Regions from separate parts of the Rattus norvegicus genome. Here region 2 is linked to region 1. The links are chromatin contacts, called in public Hi-C maps. All regions are on one chromosome and are shown on one strand. Each heading gives the region's core, a stretch centred on a gene start, on an enhancer-like site or on the middle of the called end of the contact. The rest is flanking DNA. Distances are from core to core; before and after follow the strand shown.

Region 1 (4,928 bases), core at 1,955-4,454:
TGTAATAAGCTATGTGAATATTTTAAGTTTTGGTAATTTTGAGGTAGCAAGAAAATGTATGGAGCAATGTGATTTGTTTGTTTAAGTATGTCTGGCCTTGAACTCACTGCATAGCACAGGCTGCTTTCAATTTGTACAGGTACCTGGTGGCCTAGGCTTCCGGAGTAGTGGGATTACAGGCATCTGCTACTGTTCCTAGATGCTCTGTGCTTTAGCTGCCCTTTTAAAACTCTAAATTATAGAGTTTTTGACTAGCACTATTTGGGTTGGGGGACAGGCATATCTTCCTGAGGAACCATAGACAACTCATATCCGAAAATCACAGTCTTCTCTATTCATTCAAAGTTGACTTCAGTCATTCTTCATTGCAGAATGTTTTCAATAACCAATCCTGATGTTCCCAACCATTTCTGTAGCTGCTAAGTTCATCCTTCCGACTTTACCTGTTGAGTAAGCTTCCCTGAGTATGCGGAAGGATGTTTTCCCTGGCTGCTTCTCCTTATATGTTTGTGATTCTCCCTCCCGTACTTTGAAGGCTGATTTCTAACTCTTTGGATTATTCTTTTGTCCCTTTTCTGAGGTCTGTATTTGCCCTTGTGGATATACCATAAGACAGTTGGGTTGGTACTTTGGAAATGCAATGTTCTTGTGACTGGTTTCCTGGAAGCTTCCTAATTTTCAATTCAATTGACAGTACTGAGTCCCTGTGCTTACCCAACTCCACAGAACTATGCATCCCAGTGTTAAGTTTCTATCCATTTAAGAGAAAGTTTCAAAAAACAACAATTTGAAGATGAAGCCTTAGGGACTGTTCTCACAGGGAGATGTTCTCACAGAGCATCTGATGCAACTCTTCTGCTGTAGTGAACAGATCTTCCTTAATGTAGTATTTGAAATGTTGTCACTGTCCTTTGTGGAGGAGGGGAACTCAGGCTTGAAGTAGAGCGTCATAAGACGGTAGCAGCATGGTAGGACTGGAGAGAGAGGGGCATTGCTAGAAGGTTGCCAGGTAGCCGAGTTGCCTCTTAGAGCCAGTACATAGTCACCCACAACGGGCAGTTTTTTTGTATGTTTCTCAAGATGCAAAGTTTTGGGAAAATGAAATCCAAGCTCCAAGGTTTTTCATAGAATAAAACAGACCAATAAAAACTTGTTGATGACAAGTAGGACTTTTATTCTCCCTAGAGCATTGTAGTAATGGCTATGAGATGCCCACTTTGTGTGCAACTCTTGTCTTGGCCAACATATTTAATATATGGGATATTCCAAGGTGTCAAGTGCAAGACATTAGGAAAAGCCTTCAAAACACCAGTGCGTGAGTTACATGTGAGTAAGCACGAAGGAGAAGAGTGTTGAGGCTATCTCTAAACTATCAACTCATTTAACCTTGGCTGCTACGATACTTGACACCTAAAAATTGAGATCTGGGATGCCGGCTTTCTGAGGAGAAGCTTTTGAGAGCTCTAAATAGGTCAGACATAAAATCCAACCTTTGAGAGGATCCAATTAGTTGGTAGGGCATCAGACCTTCCACGCAGGTTCCAATTGCAATCAGATTTCTCCTGGGGTGAAGGAAAAAAAAAAAAAGAGGTGGTTTCTCTCTTTAAAAAAATGACAGCAGTGAAATGGAGACTTGTGGGTGAATAATTGTAAGATACAGAGATTTACATCGTTTATAGCACATGGGATATAAGACATAATTTTAATGGCTTGACTATAATTTTTAATAGGTTCTGCTGGTCTAAGAACTATCTGACCAGACACCACTAACCTTCCCTCTTTGACATAATTTCTTCATAGAATGCAGTCTGGAGTTTATTTTATGCTTATTTTAAAGAATGACAGTTCTACTGTAAAGTCTTCAAAAACTTTGGCTCCCAGGAAACAAAGTAGCCTGAGAGATTCTAGCTTGCACTCTGGTCTCCAGAGGATAAGCTACTAGCGCTGGCATTAGTGCAATGCAGGAAACTTCCAAACCGGTGACCATCTTAAACCTGACTGTGTGATAGACCCTTCCCAAGAAACCCACCTGCCCCAGATTTGGGACTTTACAGTTTTAAAAAGTTGTTTGAGAGTTTTGTACATTTACACAGTGAATTTTAGTGTTTATGAGCCAGCCACATTTTTGTGTGTGAAAGATTAGACGACATTTCAAGTGTGGACTTTCCATGTCCTGGGGACTTAGTCAACAAGCCCATCTCCCGTTCCCCAAGCCAACAGAAACACTTGGTCATCAGAACTATAAATCACATATTACCAAACACACACAAAACTAGTTCCTAGCAACACTGGAGTTTGCTCCATAATCCACATCTGTCTTTTGTAGCCCCACTGAGCTAGGTGGAGATTTTCTTCTGCCTTCCAGAGCCCCAGGGGAAATGTCTAGAAGAAAAGAAACCTACTTTTTCATGCTAGGTTAAAAAAATACATTCAATTATTACTCCGATCATCTAAAATAATCTTGATTCTTTTTCATATCATTGCCTACCTTGAGCTTCCTGTTTTACTTTGATTTAATTTGATCAGAAGCTCTTCAAGCTGTCCTAAGACCTGTATGACCTAGAAGTCCTCTCTTTTCTTCCAAACCCTGCTGTTTGTAAGAGAACTTTACCCGTGGCACAGGAAGAATACAGAATCCAGGGAGAGCAGTAGGAATGAACCATGATTCAGAGAGAAAGATGTAAGGCAGCATTGCTGGGGCAAATGGAGCATTGCTGGGGTGAAGGATGTGTCTCCTGAGGAAGACTAGCTTGTGAAAAGAATTTCTATTCTTAAGTGCTGAGATGACAAGATACTAAAGATAGTTTTGAAAACCACTACTATTTTTCTTTAAAAAAAAAAATAGAAAAGCTCTCTAAGTTTTGATGATGTGACTTGGAAAGCATGTCTTCATAGTGTGTGTATTTTCCTAAGTCACTCAGAATCCTGTATCAGACATACCCTATGGTAAAATCTCAGTGGTGATGCTAGCAGATCAATAAAAAATGAGATAAGGAAAGGTCGTGGTGGTATGAAAGGTGAGAACTCAGATGAACGATGTATTTATTTTCAACTGGGGGTCTGTCCTTTGCTGCAGAGGCCTAGGAAGGAATCATTTCTGGCTTTCAGGGCTCTAATCCTTTTCCAGGCTCCACCCAGGGAGCTGTTTGGCTGGCGGCTGGGGGGAGGGAGACAAGGTCCAGCTTAAGTTTCATATACCAGCACACTGCTCTCTGGGAGTCAGTTCCACCACTAGGTTCTTTAGCTTCCTCAGAATATTCTTAGATGAATCTCACAAGCCAAGCCTCTTACATCATCTTTTATTTTCACACACTGCAAGTTTTCCACAACTGCACTGAAAGCCACACAGAGACCTCAGACCATGCAAACCCTTCATCTAGTCTTAGCTTTTAGCACTGCTGCTGATTTTCTCCCTCTGGACTAGAGAGAAAGCCATCCATTATGGTTTATATAAGGACCCTGTATGTCTCCATGTTTGCTTCCTAAGTGATTAAAAATAATCATTTTTATTAACTTAACTCTTGCTGATTGCTTTAAATTGATCATCTGCCTTAATACGTGTCACGAGTGAGAGGCACAAGTGATTCATTTGATTTTTATGAGAAGGAAACTGAAGTCCTGAGGGCTGAGATGATGAGTTCAAAAATCACAAAACCTAGATGTGGTGGAGTTGGGTTTTGCACATTATATCCAAAGCTCGTATCCTTGCCTGTTTGAGCCATCAAGGTCTAACAGCAAAACTGCACATCTAGGCGATGACATGGACTAGCTATAACATAGCTCTTGCGTGCTCTGGGGTTCTGGAATCTTCTGAAGGAAACCAGAGACGAGATATTGTTCTCGACTGATATTTAAAGCCTAAGTGACTAGGCTTATAGGTTAAAGGACCAGAAATACAAAGTGAGAAGTTGATGATGTAGCTTTTAATGGCTAGTAGCTATGGGAAGGAGACAGGATTGGCTCAGAGAACATGGGGGAAGAGAAAGAGCTTATGGTAGGACTGAACTGTAAGACCCGTCTAGCTGGAGAAAGGGAGGGTGTGTGGTGGGGGTAAGAGAATGGAAGCACAGCACAGGAAAGAATTTAACACTGAGGAAAGGCCATGGATTTGTTAGGAAACAGACAGAATAGGAAAGAGCAGCAGCCAGGGAGCCTGGCGCTGGTGGGAGATGCCCGATGCTTCCAAGCACTTGGTATGTTAAAGTCTGCCTCTGGCTCTGCAGGAATAAGGATGCATTCAGAATAGTCAGGAAGGGGCTGGAGAGACAGCTCCATGGTCCTCCAGAGGACCAGAGATCAGATCCCAATACCCATATCCGGCCCATCACAACTACAGCTCCAAGGGATCTCAGACCTTTTTATAGCCTCTATGGGCACAGCATACATGTGCTCATACATGGGCACATAGAAAAATTAATCTTATCATAAATAACGATGTATTACAATCTACATGAAATTTCTTCCCTCTTTTTGCAACATTTTTACCTACTCATAATTAAAGACCAACTCATGGTCGTGCCTAGCATAAAATTTTGGGGTCACCTGTACACCCCCTCCTCCCTATCATGTGTATAAGCTCTACTAAGTGTTCGCTGTGGGGCTGTCTCCATGTTTGTTCCATGAATAGGCAAAACAAACAAACAGAAACAAACGAATCCTCAGAACTTATTTTATTGTTTTAATCATCTTTTTTAAAAAACAATAACCATAGCAAATACATTTTCCTTCTTGTGATTTTGTTCTCACGTGATGGGTTCTGTCACCTGATGAACCATGCGCACACACATTGGAAATATGAGAATCCACTTCTAAAGATAAACAAGCCAAAAATATTCTTTCCCAATGAGAAATGCAGAGTGGTTAAAGTCTTCAGATCTTTGTTTTTTACATGTGATACACATACATACATACATACATACATACATACA
Region 2 (5,401 bases), core at 549-3,048, 220 kb after region 1:
ACAAAGCTGTTAGAGAAACAGCCTGGGAAATCCATTCTCTCCAAGTCAGTAGAACACCAGTCTGTAAGAGCTGAGGTCAAGCTGTAATGTTGGGTCCTTTAATGTGTCTATTCCAACATCTTCCTGGGAAGAATATTGATTCATTAAGATAAAATTTAGCCTGGAACAGAGACAAATGGAAAACGGAGATTGGCTGATTCGTGATGTCATAACGTGTTATCTATTTGTTGTCCTTGGTCTCCCCACCATAACTTTCCACACCCCAACCCTGACCAGGGACCTTGATCTTGAAGCTCTGAGGTGAACTTCAGTTTCACTGGCTAAGGATCTGTGTCCATGGGGATGGAGCCACAGGGTAGCATTGTGACCCTGTAACAGTTCTATCTCATCAACTTGGCAGGCCCTGAGATAATTTTTAAAACAGAAAAGAAAAAATTATTGCTGGGTCCCAAAATAAAATGTTATCCTAGATATTAAATGTTGTCTAACAGACAGTAAATTTAATGGCTCTGAAGTGGCTTTAGACCTCTGAGAAGATTTTTACCTCTCAGTCTTGGCGGGGACACCAAGTACTGCTCTTCTATTTCTGCTCTGCCTTCCAACTGTCATAAATAGTTAACTGTGTGACTCCTTTCCAAAAAAAAAAAAAAAAGCCTCCCAGGAGCATCTGAAAATAGCCTCCAGGGGCTCAATGCATATTTCCTCGGGTCCTCCTCTTAATCTCTCCATATGGGTGGCTATGATTTATTGCTACTGTCACCCTGTAGACCTGCAGAAACAAAGGCAGTCAGGTTGGAAGGCAGACAGAGGTATCAGTATAGGGAGGGTCTCTTGAGAGATGGAACTGAGCATCCATTCCGGATGAGAGTGCAGGCTTCAGAGATGTCACCTCTCCTTCTCATGATTTCTCTGCAACAAACAGAGAGAGGAAGGGATGTCATCCTGTCCCAAGATGCATTGAGACTTTCCCCTCAAGTCTGAAGCTTCAACGGAGTCTCCCACAAGGCAGAACCTGCCAAAGTCCAAGGACTAGTATGACAGAGCAAGTGTACACTCATTACAAGGGGCACATGTCACCTCTGCCGTTTCCTATCTCCAGGCCAAAAGTGAGCACTCTCCTGCCAGTTTTCCAGCCCAGTGGCATGACCCGAGGCTGGCTGTCCATCAGCAGCAGTTTGATACAGAAGGAGAAGGGGAAGCCGGGCCCAACTGAGGCACCTGCCTGCTCTTGCTGGCCGTGCTCTCCTTCCTTGTGTTTATCCACAGCACGGTCACCATCTCTGCGACACTGAGCTCATCCTCAGGAAAGCAGTCCCTGCCAATAGACCACCAGTCCAGGGATCCCCTGTTGACCCAGGAGGAGGATAGGGCAGCAACCTCCCCATCTGTCTCTGTGCCTTCTGTTTTCCCCTCAACACTCCTAACAATGCACCATGATTAGTTGCAGCTCAGGCCCCCTGACACCCCTTAACCTGGAAAATCAGGCAGACTTTCGAGACAGCAATCAGCTCCCAGACACATCCAACCGTAATGTGATTACTCCATTTACCAAAATGCAAAGAGAGCTACTTGAGGCGTTTCTGATTAGGGCTGACATTATCTCTCTAATGGGCCATGGCATTAATCAAAGCTGTTGCTATGACTATGGCAATGCTGGGGAAATAACCCCAGCTTGATTCTGGCCCTGCCCAGTAGTGCCACTGAAGAAGAGGTCAGCTTTTGTTAGGGACACGGCGCGAGAATTGCTTCTTCCTGCCTGAGAAGGGTTTTCTGTTGAAATCACACCACCAGCCAGAAAGAGGCCTCTGTGTTCTCTCATGACGTTGGGTACTCTGGTTCCACAGTTCAAGATGACTTGGTGGCATTGTCCCAGGAGGAACTGTGTGTGCCCATGAATGCTGGGAGTGGAGGTACCAGGCTGATCCGTGAGACTGTCAGAGGCTTCTGTTGTCCAGCGCTATGTCTTAATTGTCCACTGACACACCCCCAACCCCCAAGAACCTGGGGAGGAGGAGAAAGATCCTTGGAAAAGCCAACTTTCCCATGGCATCAATGCTCTGGCCTCTGCTGCTCTCTCTCCATTCCAGACCTCAGAAACATTTGGCAGAGACAAACCCGTAACTACAGAGCCTACATGAGCAGATGGAAAAACAGAGGCAGAATGAAATGGGTATGACAGGCACACATGGAAAACCCTCTGGCCTCTGCTCTAGATGGCAGGGAACGCATGGTCTGGAAGAGGCATACAGGGATCAGATGATGCCACTGGTGCCGGCCATCAGAACCTGGTTCTCTTTTGCTAGTAATGAATTCTCCATAAACCCAAGTCTCCAAGTCTACCTTTTCTTAGGTGCAACTATGATCAGAAGAGGACACTCTGAGGGCATCGATATAGAGTGAGCACATGTACACACACACACACACACACACACACACACACACACACACACACTAGTTCTTGTCCAAATCTTTGCAGAATTTTCTCTGACCTTTGGTTTTCCCTACCTTCAGGACAGGCACAATGGAAATTGACTCTGCTCTCCTCACAAGGGAGTAAAATAAAAACCATTGCAATTTGAGAGAAAGTGGCTTATAAAGTCTAGAGCACAGTCAGGGTTAAAGCTCTGAAGGGGGCCCCAGCTTAGACACTCACAGGTCTGGGAGGTACCTTGCACAGAGGAGGGAGGGAGTTTTGAAGCTCCCAGGGAAACCACTACCTCAAAGACAATAACAAGCAGTACCTGTTCTGAGCCCTATTTCCAAAATGCACTTATATTTTTTAATGGGGACAAGAATTTTTAAAAACAAAAGGCTTCTGTGAAAAATCAAGAAAGAGAATGTATGTGAAAGTACGTATAACCCTGCACCCTGGATTCCTAATTAATGTTCAAGTCCCTCATTCTCTGCTTGGGGGGAAAGGTCTTGTCCTCAGGGGTGAGACCTCGGACAGCTCCTTACTTCTTAGCTGTGTGACTGAGCCCAGTCGGACACTGAATGACAGCAAACACTTGTAATGCTCTCCATGCTTGATCTCACGTAATTATAGCAACAGCCTGGTGAGGCGGGCAGGGATCATTGTCACCAGTGTGAAGGGACATCGTAGGTGACTCAGGCTGTCAGAGATACAGCTGGGATTTTAGCCCAAATTTGTCTCATTCCAAAACTGAACTTCTTTCCATGACCCTCTTGGCTAGAACTGACCTGAGTCAATTTTGTTATTCACTATGTAGATGGAAGAGGTCGTCAGGCCATGGGTCCCTGTGCGCCGTAATGAAAGCAGGTGCCACAGAAAATTCTGCCACACAGGCTCTCATTTATTAGCGGAGCAGGTGCAAAAATAGGCCTGTGTCTCTTGCCGTGTGAGCTCAGACACATTCCGAAACATTGTCCCTTTAGTATTCCACCAGAGCTTTGCATGAAAGCTTTGCTCAGGGCATAGGTGACTTTTCTTTTTCTTTTTCTCTTTCTTTTTTTTTAACCAGGATCCAGCTAACTTCGTCATAGGGTCATGAGGGAGAAAATTTTCTCTGGTTGTCAGCCAGATAAACACAGGATCCATTGGAGTCATGAGCTCTTGGTACTATTCCATTTAGCAAACGCAGGAAAACCAGCCAGAGAACTGCCGGAGCATTCCAGACCTGGGCTGATAGCTGTCAGGGAGGAAAGACGGACTAGATTCCTCATAGAGCTCACTAAATACGAGGAGCCCCAAAATGCCACACACGCCTCCAGTAAATGGGCTTTTTCAGAGTTCTGGAAGCCTGGAACCTAAAACCAAGCTGTCCCCTCTGAAGGTTCTGGGACAGGTCCTTCCCCTTCACACACACACACACACACACACACACACACACACACACACAGTCACCCCCCATTCCTCTCCTGGCTCCTGGCAGATGCCAGGAATGTTTGGTATTGCCTGGTTTCTTGTGTCCATGTTCCAGCATCCATTGTTATTATTGCTTTGGTTTTCCATATGTCTGTCTGTCTGTCTGTCTGTCTGTATGTCTGTCTGTCTGTATGTATGTATGTATGTACATGTGTCTGTGTCTCTGGGTTTCCTCTTTTATGAGGTTTCCATTATAGTGCATATAGAGACCTTTCTAATCCAAGGCGACCCTATCTTAATTAATTACATCTGTAAATTGTTTTTCTGTACTCACACACTAGGGATCTGAGTGGACATGAGAGTCAGGAGTCATATGCGTTTCTGAACCCCAACCTAAGTTGCAACCAAACCATCTTCCTCTCATCTGACCTTGACAGTGACTGTGAGTAACCCCACCACCCCACCGGCAGTATTTCTTTTTGCAACACAAAAGACTGAGTCCAGAGTTTCACACATGGTAGTTTATCCTGTTAAATCTCCAGCCCTATTCACCTCGCTCTAAGCACCTTTTCCCCTTCTAGGCTGTGGGCTGTGTAAGAGCCTATTCACTACCAAGGAAGTGCTTACAGCATGCCACCTGCTGAGGGAAACAGAGGCAAAGGAAGAAGGGATCACAGTGGGTTTGCACGTCTTTAATCTCGGTGCCCCAGACAAAGGTGGGAGTGGATCTCTATGAATTTGAAGCTCAAAGTAGTGAATTCCAGGCAAGCCAAGTCTACATTGTGAAACCTTGTAAACAAAACAAAACAAACAAACGAAAAGAAAACTTAAACCTATCAACCAAACTCCCAAAATGAAAAGTTGCCCTTGGCTTGGTTAGCAATGTCAAGGAAAAGAGGTAGGTGGAAACTCCCCTGGGGTAGTAAACTGTGTTGCTAGCACAGGACAGGTGAGGGAGATAGCCCATCCCAACCCAGAGGGTCTTAGAAGTGACCTTTGGTTAGAGGAACAGAGACAGCAGATTGGCAAGTAGGTTCAAGGGTTTAGCTGTAGAGGTAGAGGTGTGTTCTCTGAGGCAGGAGGATCTGAGGTAGGCAAGATAGATAAGGACAAACTGATAGAAAGAGTAGAGTATGAAGTCTCTCCTGTGTGGATCTGAGAAGGCTGGGGTTCATCTGAAGAAACACAGGGAGCTGCTGGCATTCTTTAAGCCAGAGAGGGATGTAGTACCATTTGCATCGATAAGCAATAAGATGGAGAGATTGGAAAGGTTTATGGAAAAGTCAAGGGAAAAGAATGATCTAGTCCTGGTATGTGTCAGCGACCCTAGGTATGCACAGAAAGGAACTGTCTTAAGCTTTATTCAGATGAGGGAGTCTTTGATAGATGAGAAAGAGGTGTGAAAGGGGAGCTAGTGAGTGCATAGGAGGAGTTCTGTTTGGGGTTTGTTCCTTTCCACTCTTCAGCTATCAGGTGTTCGGGTCAGAGTCCTGGAAAACGTCAGCATTTAAGAACCATGAGCAGAGAAACCACCAATCAGAGAACTGGGAGAAAATCAGAGTCGTGTGAGAGGAG

What was found. Hi-C and Micro-C count contacts between places; a contact is called where the count stands out from the background.
Region 2: a Hi-C map of psoas muscle shows a contact between it and region 1, with 2.5 times the contacts expected there. The contact joins two enhancer-like sites. A contact is called at or near these places in 3 of 12 Hi-C or Micro-C datasets (Schwann cells, frontal cortex and psoas muscle).

Annotation. Positions count from the first base shown.
Region 1 is chr5:74,548,402-74,553,329 of GRCr8, forward strand. All of the region lies in intron 7 of Zfp462 (zinc finger protein 462), which reads left to right. Among named protein-coding and RNA genes, the nearest start is that of Zfp462, 82 kb to the left of the region's middle. Within about 2 kb of position 3,205, at least 7 of the 93 cell types and tissues checked have an H3K27ac peak or open chromatin away from gene starts, as enhancers often do.
Region 2 is chr5:74,773,308-74,778,708 of GRCr8, forward strand. The region is part of intron 1 of LOC120103069 (40S ribosomal protein S18-like); the gene reads right to left. Among named protein-coding and RNA genes, the nearest start is that of Rad23b, 110 kb to the right of the region's middle. Within about 2 kb of position 1,799, at least 11 of the 93 cell types and tissues checked have an H3K27ac peak or open chromatin away from gene starts, as enhancers often do.